3 separate regions of the Mus musculus genome follow, and all the other regions are linked to region 1. Evidence: chromatin contacts called from public Hi-C and promoter capture Hi-C data. All regions are on one chromosome and are shown on one strand. Each heading gives the region's core, a stretch centred on a gene start, on an enhancer-like site or on the middle of the called end of the contact. The rest is flanking DNA. Distances are from core to core; before and after follow the strand shown. Region 1 holds the start of Rbm8a (RNA binding motif protein 8a). Region 2 holds the start of H3c15 (H3 clustered histone 15). Region 3 holds the start of Gpr89 (G protein-coupled receptor 89).

Region 1 (3,737 bases), core at 824-3,323:
CTAGAAACTTAGAATGCCACGCCAGACAGAAGGATCTTCACAATCATTCACAATGCCCCACTGTAGTTGTTCAGTTTCCAGAACAGTAAAGTAATAAACATAGAAAACAAAATGGAACATTTATTTTTTTCTAAAACTCAAAAGCAATGCCAAGTAGATAGGGTAAGAAATTAAATATAAACACAAGGTCCGCCCTAGCCCTGTTTATCCAAGGCAGCATAACCAAATGGACTTGTAGAGAGACCACCCAGTCGACAGAGGATTTATCAACGGCGTCTCCGGTCTGGACTCCTGCTTCGTCTTCGGCCTCCTCTAAGAAAATGAAAAAACAGAAGGGGAATATCAGAGATCTAATACTGAATCCTTATTTATCTTGCTCATGTTCCCTTTACTAAGATAAATAAATGTACAACCCCCATCCCTTCATCTTACCTCCTCTTGCCCTTTGGTGGTCCACGAACAAAACACCAGTCCACACTGATTGGCTGCCCCATCAAATCTTGACCATTTAGTCCTTCCATGGCAGCCTGAGCCTCTTTGTATGTTTCATATTCAACTAGAGTATACCCCTAGGGGAGCATATAAAAGTATCAAAGCTTAGCCAGGCGTCACACACACACTTTTAATTCCAGCATTAGAGAGGCAGAGTCCAGCCTAGTCTACAAAGTGAGCCCAGGACAGCTAGGGCTCTGTTATACAGAGAAACCCTGTCTCAAGACAAACAAACAAACAACAAAAAGTATCAGAATTTTACTTCACCAACCAAGTACTCTTTTCCTTAAACCAGAAATGCATAGTTACAAGAAAAATTTCGCAGCTATACACCACATATCCCCATTATATACACAAACATGCTCATTCTGTTTCTGTCTCTTTCATGTGGGTAACAAAATCAATTTCCAATGTCATTTCACTTCCTACCTGTGCTTGATCAACTCACAAAAACAACATAATCAATGTATCTAAGAGTTGTAAGTGAGGGAAGCAAGAAAATCTACCTTCAAGTATCCCGTGCGCCTGTCCAAATTAAGGTGAATATTTTTTATTTCCCCATATTCAGCGAATTTGTCATGGATATCTTCTTCAGTGGCTTCTTCGTGGACTCCAGTGACAAAGAGAATCCAACCTTCAACAGCTGTTGGGTAGGGAAAGTGTTGTATGAACATGTAAGCTAAAAAGCCCAGTATTCAGGAGGCAGAGGCAGGCAGATTTGTGAGTTTGAGGCCAACCTGGTCTACAAAAAGAGTTTCAGGACAGCCAGGGCTTAACAGAGAAACCCTGTATCCAAAACAACAACAACAAAAAAACCCAAAACCAAACAAACTAAAAAAGAAAAATTCTGAAAAGAACCTACAATAAGCAATTTTCTGAGACTGGTTAAACAACTCTTTACTTTGCATTTGAGTGCCAGTGCACACAGACTCCCCATAGGTCCTATTTACTTACAGCGCTGTGGTCCAGGTTCATCGCCGTCCTGCTCCACACTGTCGTAATCCTCCCGCATCCGCGCTCGGGACCCCTCTTCTAAAAGAATTCATACCAGATCACCGAAAACTGTCCTCCAAATGTGTCCCCCTCACACTCCCAAATTCGCGGGCTTCTGCCTCTTAGACCACTCTACCCTATTCCCCACACTCACCGGAGCCAAAGCCGCGGCCCTTCCGTTTCTTTGCTTTTTCTTTTAGTTTGTGGATGCTTTCTAGAGTTCCAGGTGAGAAAATAAGAAGCAACAAAAATAAGAGTCATTTGAAAAAAAAAACAAAAAAAACCTGTCGCGTTTCCTAGACTATCTGGAAGCTTCGACACAGACTCCAGCTTCAGTCCCTTCCCAGTTCCGCCCCTAATTCCTTTCCCAAGGGGGAGGAGTCTATCTTTTCAGACCCAGTTCGTGGGGTGACGTCCCAGGAAAATTTCTACTGCATTCCCCTCTCGCACCTTCCCCTCTTCCCGCAGTCGCCTCCACTCTCCTCACCGTCCCCATCCTCATCCATGGCGAAATCTTCGCCCCCCGCCTCGTGAAGATCCAGCACGTCCGCCATCTTGCTTCTCTCGGCGCTTTCTGAGTCTCTAGAAGCTAAGCACCTCGGGAAGCTGTCGCAGAAGAAAAACGTCACGAGTTAGGCTGACCAATTAAAGGTTGCCTCCAAGTCCCGCCCTCGGCGCGGTGAAAATTCGCCAATGTAGGCGGCCCCACTATGAAGCGCTAGAAACGTCCAGCACTCTGGGACCCCGATGGAGCTCTGCGAGTATGAGGCCGTAGGCTACATGGTTTGTGATTGTGTTTTGTTTTCTTTTCTTTTGAGGCAGGGTCTCTCTATATAGCCCTAGCTGGGCTCGAAGTTACAGATATCCAACTATATTCCCCTTCCACATGCTGCTGGGATTAAAAGCCTGTGCTACCACGCCGGGCTCCAAGGCTACAGAATGAGACCCTTTCTCAAAAACATAAAAAGTAAAATAAAGTGGTTTCGGAAGTTCTACAGCCAAGTTGATCAGGTAGATTGAAGGTCCGGAGCGCAGCCGCGTTGGGGCAAATTTAAAGGGTGAGTGAAGTCAGTGACTTTCTCATAAAACTTTCAACTAGCAAGAAATCCTTTGATACATATCTACATATATGGGTTTATTGAAATGACTTACGGGCTGCAGTCCAGCTAATTGGAGAATAACTAGATGTGTCCAGAAAGTCGAAGAATCTAGTATTTGCTTAGTTCCACAAGGCTGGATGTCTCAGCTGGTCTAGAATCCAGAAAAAGTAGGCTCCAGTGCCGGTGAAGAAACGGACTTATGAGCAAGGCAAAGTGCAAAAGTTTCCTTCATCCATGTTTTTATATAGGCTTCAGCAAAAGGTGTGGCCCAGGTTAAAGGTGTGCCTGCCCGCTTTAATCCCAGCACTTGGGAGGCAGAGGCAGGCAGCTTTCTGAGTTCGAGGTCAGCCTGGTCTACAGAGTGAGTTCCAGGACAGCCAGGGCTACACAGAGAAACCCTGTCTCCAAAAACAAAAACAAAACAAACAAACAAAAGATTAAAGAAAAGCCTGTGTCTTCCTGCCTCTAGATGTAGCTCAGAGGTGTTCTTTCCTACCTAAAGTCTGGACTAGAAGTGGATCTACCCACTCCACCAAACAGAAAATCACAGGTGTGCCCCTCATTTCTGGATTTGTAGTTCATTCCAGAGAGAGTAAGCCTGACAACTGAGAAGAACCATCTCAGGTGTTTTTGTTTTTGTTTTTTTTCTTTTCAATACAGGGTTTCTCTGTGTAGCTCTGGGTGTCCTGGAACTCACTCTGTATTTCGAGGCTGTCCTCGATCTCAGAAATCCGCCTGTCTCTGCCTCCCAAGTGCTGGGATTAAAGGCATGTGCCACCACTTCCCCGCTCAGGTGGTTTTTTTTGTTTGTTTATTTTTTATTTATTTGAGTACACTGTAGCTGTCTTCAGACACATTAGAAGAGGGCATCAGATCCCATTACAGATGGTTGTAAACCACTATGTGGTTGCTGGGATTTGAACTCAGGACCTCCAGAAGAGCAGTCCGTGCGCTTAACCACTGAGCCATCTCTCCAACCCAGTTTGGTTTTTTTTTGTTGTTGTTTTTTTTTTTTTGGGGGGGGGAATTCTGGTTTTTTTTTTTTTTTAAGATTTATTTATTTATCTATTATATGTAAGTACACTGTAGCTGTCTTCAGACACACCAGAAGAGGGCATCAGATGTCATTACAGATGGTTGTGAGCCACGATG
Region 2 (3,737 bases), core at 925-3,424, 390 kb after region 1:
AACCCAAAATCCTAGTGCTACACTCTTGCCGATTCCTCCACAAGACTAGAATTCCATCTCCACAATATGTAACAATGTAAAATATAAAGATTGTAACTATGTTACTATGTAACAATATACCTGTTACTAGAGCTAAGCTTACACTCAATATGCCTAATCAGTGATTCTAATGCATCGATAACGAACCTTATTACAAATTTCAGAGATTGAAAAATGCTGGCTGTATTTTACCGAGCATAACTGATGCGATGCTAAAATAATGGCAGTCCGGATATGGTACTCCGAGTCACTCTAGCCCCAGACAGCCTGGAAGGCTCCTAAAAGGAGCTTCTGAGAGCCATCAGGACAAATGATAGACAAAAGCAGCAGCGTAAGGTTTACTTTTTAAGTTATTTCGATTCCTTATGTACAAATCTGAGTGGCAAAAAAATAATTTTAGTAAACCCCAGGCGAACTGTACTTGGTCTTTTCAAGCACTCTCAGATGTGTATGGATTAAGAAAATAACCTTTAAATTTAACGATTTTAAAGTAAGGCTCCCAGCGATAAACGCTTAAAATGAAACAAGTAGGTTTTACACTGTTTCAAGTAGAAAAATAAAGAGGCTATGAGAATTATCCGCTACTCCTTAGGTATAAAAAACTAAATTTCCAGTATTCCTCGAAGGAAAACCTACACTTAAGTAAGTGATTAACTCAGGCCCTCTTGGATGCAGGGCACACTTTGCCAGCTTCCAGAGCAGGAGAAACAGCGAGCAAGCCCAGCCGCCCGGCGACCCGCGGAGTGTCGCAACGACGGCCGCACGCAAATGAAGCCACCGAGCACGCGCGTCGTGATTCGCGCGTTCCAGGGCGGCGCCGGGGCGAGGGAGCCGGTCTTATGTAAATGAGAGGCTTCTGTCCGCGCGCTCCTATTGGCCACGGCGTCAGGACGCGTGTGAGCCAATGAGAGCGTCGGGCGGACAATCGGGTCTGCGTCTATAAAAGGGTGAGGCGTCGGCGCCGGAGTACCGTTTCCTGGTTGTGGCCGTTCGTCTGTTTGCGCTTTCGTGATGTCCGGTCGTGGCAAGCAAGGAGGCAAGGCCCGCGCCAAGGCCAAGTCGCGGTCTTCCCGGGCCGGGCTACAGTTCCCGGTGGGGCGTGTGCACCGGCTGCTGCGCAAGGGCAACTACGCGGAGCGTGTGGGTGCCGGCGCGCCGGTATACATGGCGGCGGTGCTGGAGTACCTAACGGCCGAGATCCTGGAGCTGGCGGGCAACGCGGCCCGCGACAACAAGAAGACGCGCATCATCCCGCGCCACCTGCAGCTGGCCATCCGCAACGACGAGGAGCTCAACAAGCTGCTGGGCAAAGTGACGATCGCGCAGGGCGGCGTCCTGCCCAACATCCAGGCCGTGCTGCTGCCCAAGAAGACGGAGAGCCACCATAAGGCGAAGGGCAAGTGAGGCCACTGCTCGCGTCGGCCCGCGTCTCTGTGATATAACCCCCGCGAGCTCCTAAAAAGGCTCTTTTCAGAGCCACCCACTGAATCAGATAAAGAGTTGTGTCACGGTAGCCGGTCTTGGTGGCCTTTCCTGGCCCTGCCCCAAAAGTAAGAGTGTCGTGTCCTCTGCTTCCTTGCCCATCCTGCCCGTGGTTCCCCCTGGTAGTTAGTCTGTTGTCGCTCTTTGGTTCATGCCCTGCCTCGGCGGAGCGGATACGCGGTTCTCGCTGACCGTCCCAAGCATTTAGCCCCTATCTGCCCACACCCTTGTCCTACACAACACTGTCCCTCACTCAGCGTCCACCCGCCTGACCCTTCCCAGGACTAAGACTCAACTAGGACGTCTAGGCCAATCTAGACATAAGTCGCAGTCAGCCGCGCTCTCGTCCGGTCCTTGGGGAATGTCTAGGAGGAGGAGGTGTCCCGCGAGGACTGGACGCGGCCGGCTCTAGGGATCATGGGGGACTGGGGCTGGGACTGTGGCTGTGGCTGGGCGGTGCTGCACAAACACTAGATTAGTTCTGCCCTGGGACTTTGGGCGGCGGGCGGGGGCGCGCGAGCTCCTCTTGGGCAGAGCCGGGACCCGCCCTCTACGGGCAGCTGCCAGACGTGGCTCCACCCTCGCAGAACGTTGGCAAGTGGACCGGGCGCGGGGCTGGACGTGGGGGGCGGGTGGGGGCGGGTCAGGTGGCGTGGCGGGCCCGAGCCAATGGGCGAGGTCGGGGCCGGTGACGCCACGGCCAATGGCGCGGCAGCGCGGGAGTTTCAAGTCGCTGTCTCCGCCCCGCCGCGGGGAAGACTGCGCCTATAAAGGCGGCCGGCTCGGGCCGGTATCAGGTCCCCGAGTGCTCCTCGTTTGGGTGTCTTCCGTCTTCGCCATGGCCCGTACGAAGCAGACTGCCCGCAAGTCCACCGGCGGCAAGGCCCCGCGCAAGCAGCTGGCCACCAAGGCCGCCCGCAAGAGCGCCCCGGCCACGGGCGGCGTGAAGAAGCCGCACCGCTACCGGCCCGGCACCGTGGCGCTGCGGGAGATCCGGCGCTACCAGAAGTCGACCGAGCTGCTGATCCGCAAGCTGCCGTTCCAGCGCCTGGTGCGCGAGATCGCGCAGGACTTCAAGACGGACCTGCGCTTCCAGAGCTCGGCCGTCATGGCGCTGCAGGAGGCGAGCGAGGCCTACCTGGTGGGGCTGTTCGAGGACACCAACCTGTGCGCCATCCACGCCAAACGCGTCACCATCATGCCCAAGGACATCCAGTTGGCCCGCCGCATCCGTGGGGAGCGCGCTTAAGCGCCCTGTCTCCCATCCATTCCCCACAAAGGCTCTTTTCAGAGCCACCACAGCTTCCCGGAAAGAGCTGTTTACTTCGCTTAGAGCTTTGTCCGCACATTATCCCGCTCCATAGCTCTAGGTTGGTATCTGACTTATACCTGTTATGTCTACATAATGGTTGCTTTCAAGGAAGGTTTGAATGCCCTTAGTGTAAGTTGTTTAACGTTAATTGCGGTCTTATTCAGACTCCTAGCTTGTTAACCCGAAGTAGGTTCACCACCTCAGTCTAAGGGGAGGGGATAATCTTACGGAGGGTTGGGGCTTGGTGGATACTATGTAATGTTCCTACCCAGCTGGAGCAGAGAAGGCTTTGTAAGTAGCTGAAGGCTGAGATCTAGCTTACAGCTCATAATTACATCACCAGACTTCTGGACGACTGAAGATTATTGTTGCTCATTTAATGCAATGTCTGAGGCTTACGGGGCTCAACGTCGGTGGTAAGTGGACTATGAGTAATATCCAGTGATAAAGCTTTGTTCTCTAACACTTGATTAGAAGACCTGCTAGCTACTTGGGATTCAGCATTTATTGCTATGATATGGTTCAATGGCAATTGGGTAGTTTTTCCTCTTACTCCTATTAATTTACTTCAAAATGACAACTCCATTCCCCCCTTCCCACTTTGGCAGGCACCTTTCTGGACCGAAATACACTGGATATCAAAGGGGAATCCCTTTACAATTCCTTAGCGTGAGGACAGTCTTTGCAGGGGTGGGTGTCGGACCTGAGACTCAAGAGCACAGTAAATACCTTATGGAGATCACTGTCATGGACCTTCCTTTCGGTTTCTGCCGGAAACTTCCAGAGAGCAAACTAGCAATAGTTAAAGCTGTGTGGAGACAGCCCATTTGTCCCCAGCATCTTACTGAGCTTTGCCTCAAAGGTTGGGCCCAAAAGTTCTTAGAACTAAGTGATTTTGGTCCAT
Region 3 (3,737 bases), core at 597-3,096, 280 kb before region 1:
ACATCCACCTTCCTAGAAAGGTGGTTAGTCTTAGAGCAAGAAGCACTTTCTGTTCCACGCAGGCACAGAGGATAGGTGACCAGAGGTTCAGAACAATCCCTAGTGTTGCTTTCACGTATCAATCCCAACTTACATATTCAATTTTAAATTTCATCTCTGTGTGTGCTTACTTAAGTTCACAAATCCTATAGATCAAATTAGTTAGGCATAATAATTATACAAGTACAATTTCCCAGTGTCCTCCACTATCCCACAGCTTTGAATGACAGTTGAGTGCCACATTGTAGGCAGCTATCTGCTTCCCTGAGAGATGGGACCAGGAACACAGAGTTCTGTGATTTAAGAGACTCTCATGGTAAGGCAGCCTCCACAGCTCCCTGGCACTCTGGTACAGGTATTTGGTATTTGATATGTAGTTTGTGCTGTGTGCTATCTGGTTTTATGTCAATTTGACACAACCTAAAGTTATCTAAGAAGAAGGAAACTCAATTGAGAAAAATGCCTCCATAAGATTGGACTGGAAGCAAAATTGTAGAGCATTTTCTTAATTAGTGATTGGTGATAGAAGGCCCAGTCTATTGTGGGTGTTGCCATGTCTGAGTTATACACATATGAAGCAGGCTGAGCAAGCCACAAGTAAGCCAGTAAGCAACACACACACACACACACACACACACACACACACACACACACCCATTGCCTCTGCATCAGCTCCTGCCTCAGGATCCCTGCCCTGTTTGAGTTCCTGTCATGACTTCCCTCAAAAGGGAACTACAGTGTGAAAGTGTAGGCTGAAATAAACCCTTTTCTCCCCAACTTGTTTTCGGTCATGGTGTTTCAACACAGCAATAGTAGCCCTAACTAGGACAGGCTGCTTGGTAAGACAGGCTTCAGATCAAAGGAACAGGGGTCTTTCTTTATGTGTGGCAACCTGGGGGAATGTTCTTGTTTATTTATATTATAATCTGAGCACTCACTTTCTAGATACCAGCATCCCCTGCAACATACACTTGCACCCTTACAAGCCTTGACTGTAACTAGTCTTTACAATAAGACTAGCTAGGGTTCTAGTGGGAAAAGTCTAAGTCCCATTGTAGTATATTAAGCCTTCATAAATGGAGTATCTAATGGAAGGAATTATAATTCACTTTGTAGTTGAGCCACAGCCACTCAGACTGTGTTGGGAAGGGGGAAACTACTTTCTAACATAGCCCACCTTTAAGACTCCTACGTAATTATTATTTTGAATTAAAATCTGTCTTCATGTAATTTCTCGTCCTTTGGCCTAATACTCCACACCCTAAAGCGCCAACTATAATGGCGGTCTCATTAGAGTCCAATGAGTGCACACTCTTATAAGCCGTGTGCTTTTGACGTTATCATATCAGAAATTTACTTAGCTATGTTTGAGAAGACTCTTACGTTCCTGTCCACCATCCTTTCGCTTATAGATGTCACACTGCTTTTTAAACCAAGTAAAATCTGTAACATCTGCAACACACTACTTGACTTAAAGCCTCACTCGCTATGTTAACTTATTTTTACTTTCTGCCGTGTTGGGAATGTCACTGAGGACCTCGCACAACTCTCACCCCAGTGTTTCTAGCTATGAAAAATATAAAAATAATTTCATTATATTTAATGGCAGTGCCACTTAAAGCAAATGTTACCTCTCCTCACCTCCTTGTGCCTACTAAGAAGAAACACATCTGCTTTGAGTCTACCCAGCGGCTTCCAGCCCTGCCCACCCTCACCTTCCAGGCAAACGGAGAATGCGGCCGCTGATTGGCTGGCTAGGGCGCATCTTGATGACGTAAGCACGCGCCAGGCCAGGCCGCCTACCACAGCAGGTGGACAGGTCTTAAGCCGCGGCTTCTCTGAGGGGTAGACAGCTGGGCATGGGCCTCCCGAGGCTTCGCCATGAGCTTCCTGATCGACTCCAGCATCATGATCACCTCCCAGGTGAGCCTTGGGAGAACCTGGATTTGCTCAGCCCGCTCCCTTGCCCGGGTGGCGAAGGCTGACGTGTGGTGCTGTCACTCACCTAGCGTGCGTCCCCAGACTCTGGGGAGGGCCTGGCTGGCCCCAGCGCTGAGCCGGTGCCATGCGGGGGTCAGTACCCACGGCGCCCCGAGGCTTCCGGGCAGCTCCGCGGACCACGGAGCCTGGAGAAGCTTGGCTCCCGGCGGGAGGCCCACGGCAGCGTGCCTACCAGGGCTGAGGACCGGGACGGGTATGGGCTTTGCAGGATCCGGGTGCTGACACGTTTGCCTCCGCGAGGTCCAAGTCTGAGCTTTCCTTTGTGCAGTGACACCTCATCTTTCGTTCTCTGGTTGCTGTTCACTCTTTGCGGGTCGCGGTCGACCCACGTTTTCTTCTCACTTGGCCACCTCTATCTACCGTTAAACAAAACCGAAGAAGTATAAACCACTGGCAAGTTCTGCTCGCTTCGTCTAGTGAGCCTCTTGCTTTTCCCATCAGTCGTGTCTCTCCAGGGTTTCCTCCCACCCCACCCCAAGTGTTTATGATAGCCCTGATATCATGTATGTATTTATGTGCATAGCCATGTACCCACTTTCAAATGCAAGCACTCACTAAGCAACTGCAGACGCTTCTTTGCTTGCATTATCGCTCTCACCCCGCATCTTTCCAGTAAAAGATTTTTTTTTCTCTTCATCGCATCCAAATGGCAAGGGAAAGAAACAGTTCCCCTGAGGGACGTAAGTGAGGTACATCCTTGAATTTAGGGTTTGTGCAGCTGCATCCCAATGCTTCCCTCAGCAGAGCATTGCCCTCACCTCTTGAAAACGTCGGTAACAACACTTAAGAAAATGTAAAACAAGAAAAAGCCAACCCATTTCACCACTCTAATACAGTAACCATTTTTCCCTTTTCAAAATTAATACCTTTCAAGTACATTTGACTGCTTTTGTTGCTAGCATAGTGTTCAAATCTGTAAATACACAAAACTCTGGACACTCTGCCTTCTGCTTCAAATCTCTCTGCGCCTCCCCTGTTGTCCTTGATAATGACACAGAGTGGCTTTCAGCCTTACTACCAATTCAAGAAAAAAAAAAACATTTAAGTTTTAAGAGTTTTTCCCCCCACAGGTAAATATAAATGTCCATTCCCAGCTTGTTAAAGAGTACAAAAATAAGAGTATAATTAGAAAATTTCCATGCACTTTCACCTGTGAGATTAACATGAACATAATTCAAAAGTTCCCAAGAATATGGCTTTCTAAACTTTTATGCCTTAAATTTATAATCTTTAACTTTTACAAATATATCCACATGAAATATTAAATTTAACCAACCAAAGTGCTGAAATCTAAAACCCAAACAATCCTTTGCGTCAAATGTTCCCTGTCTTTATATGTTTTGGGGCTACTTTGCCATCATTGAGGTGTTAATTAAATGAAAATGTCACCACAGGGAGGCGTAACTTGTCCCCTATCAATAACCAAAGGGGCCTTTCATTCCAGCCACTTTCTTTCTCATGTATGTTTTATTTTCCTTCCCCATGAAATCCAAGATAGTATCTTTCTTACTCTCTCTTGTATTCCCTAGCATCTGACCCATTTGGTGGCAGAGTGGAGGCCAAGTAAGGCCTTAGGGAAATGTGGTTAACAGGAAAGCAATGCATGCACCATTTTTCCTGTTCCATATGAACTGGAAGGTTTATGTGGTATGAAATCAGAAACTTCATATCAGAGACTCTCACCTCAGGCCAATGAG

The links. Promoter capture Hi-C pulls out the DNA fragments that hold promoters and counts their contacts. A called contact is a pair of places that touch in the nucleus more often than the background predicts.
Region 2: a promoter capture Hi-C map of pre-B cells shows a contact between it and region 1. The contact joins the promoter of H3c15 here to the promoter of Rbm8a in region 1. A contact is called at or near these places in 3 of 39 promoter capture datasets (cranial neural crest, hippocampal neurons and pre-B cells) and 3 of 9 other capture datasets (adipose tissue, liver and pancreatic islet).
Region 3: a Hi-C map of natural killer cells shows a contact between it and region 1, with 4 times the contacts expected there. The contact joins the promoter of Gpr89 here to the promoter of Rbm8a in region 1. A contact is called at or near these places in 10 of 484 Hi-C or Micro-C datasets (CD4 T cells, LSK cells, embryonic stem cells and 2 more), 1 of 115 datasets of contacts at active chromatin or transcription factors (effector CD8 T cells) and 2 of 9 other capture datasets (adipose tissue and pancreatic islet).

Annotation. Positions count from the first base shown.
Region 1 is chr3:96,628,264-96,632,000 of GRCm38.p6, reverse strand. It overlaps Rbm8a (RNA binding motif protein 8a), which reads right to left and starts at 2,073. Exons shown (of 6, transcript NM_001102407.1): 1 at 1,973-2,073; 2 at 1,640-1,699; 3 at 1,447-1,524; 4 at 999-1,135; 5 at 433-569; 6 at 1-312. The coding sequence starts at 2,039. The coding sequence ends at 267. It also overlaps the pseudogene 6330549D23Rik.
Region 2 is chr3:96,237,564-96,241,300 of GRCm38.p6, reverse strand. It overlaps H3c15 (H3 clustered histone 15), which reads left to right and starts at 2,174. Exons shown (of 1, transcript NM_054045.4): 1 at 2,174-2,822. The coding sequence starts at 2,360. The coding sequence ends at 2,770. H2ac19 (H2A clustered histone 19) reads left to right here and starts at 927. Exons shown (of 1, transcript NM_178212.3): 1 at 927-1,522. The coding sequence starts at 1,051. The coding sequence ends at 1,443.
Region 3 is chr3:96,903,407-96,907,143 of GRCm38.p6, reverse strand. Gpr89 (G protein-coupled receptor 89) reads left to right here and starts at 1,846. Exons shown (of 14, transcript NM_026229.4): 1 at 1,846-1,962. The coding sequence starts at 1,921.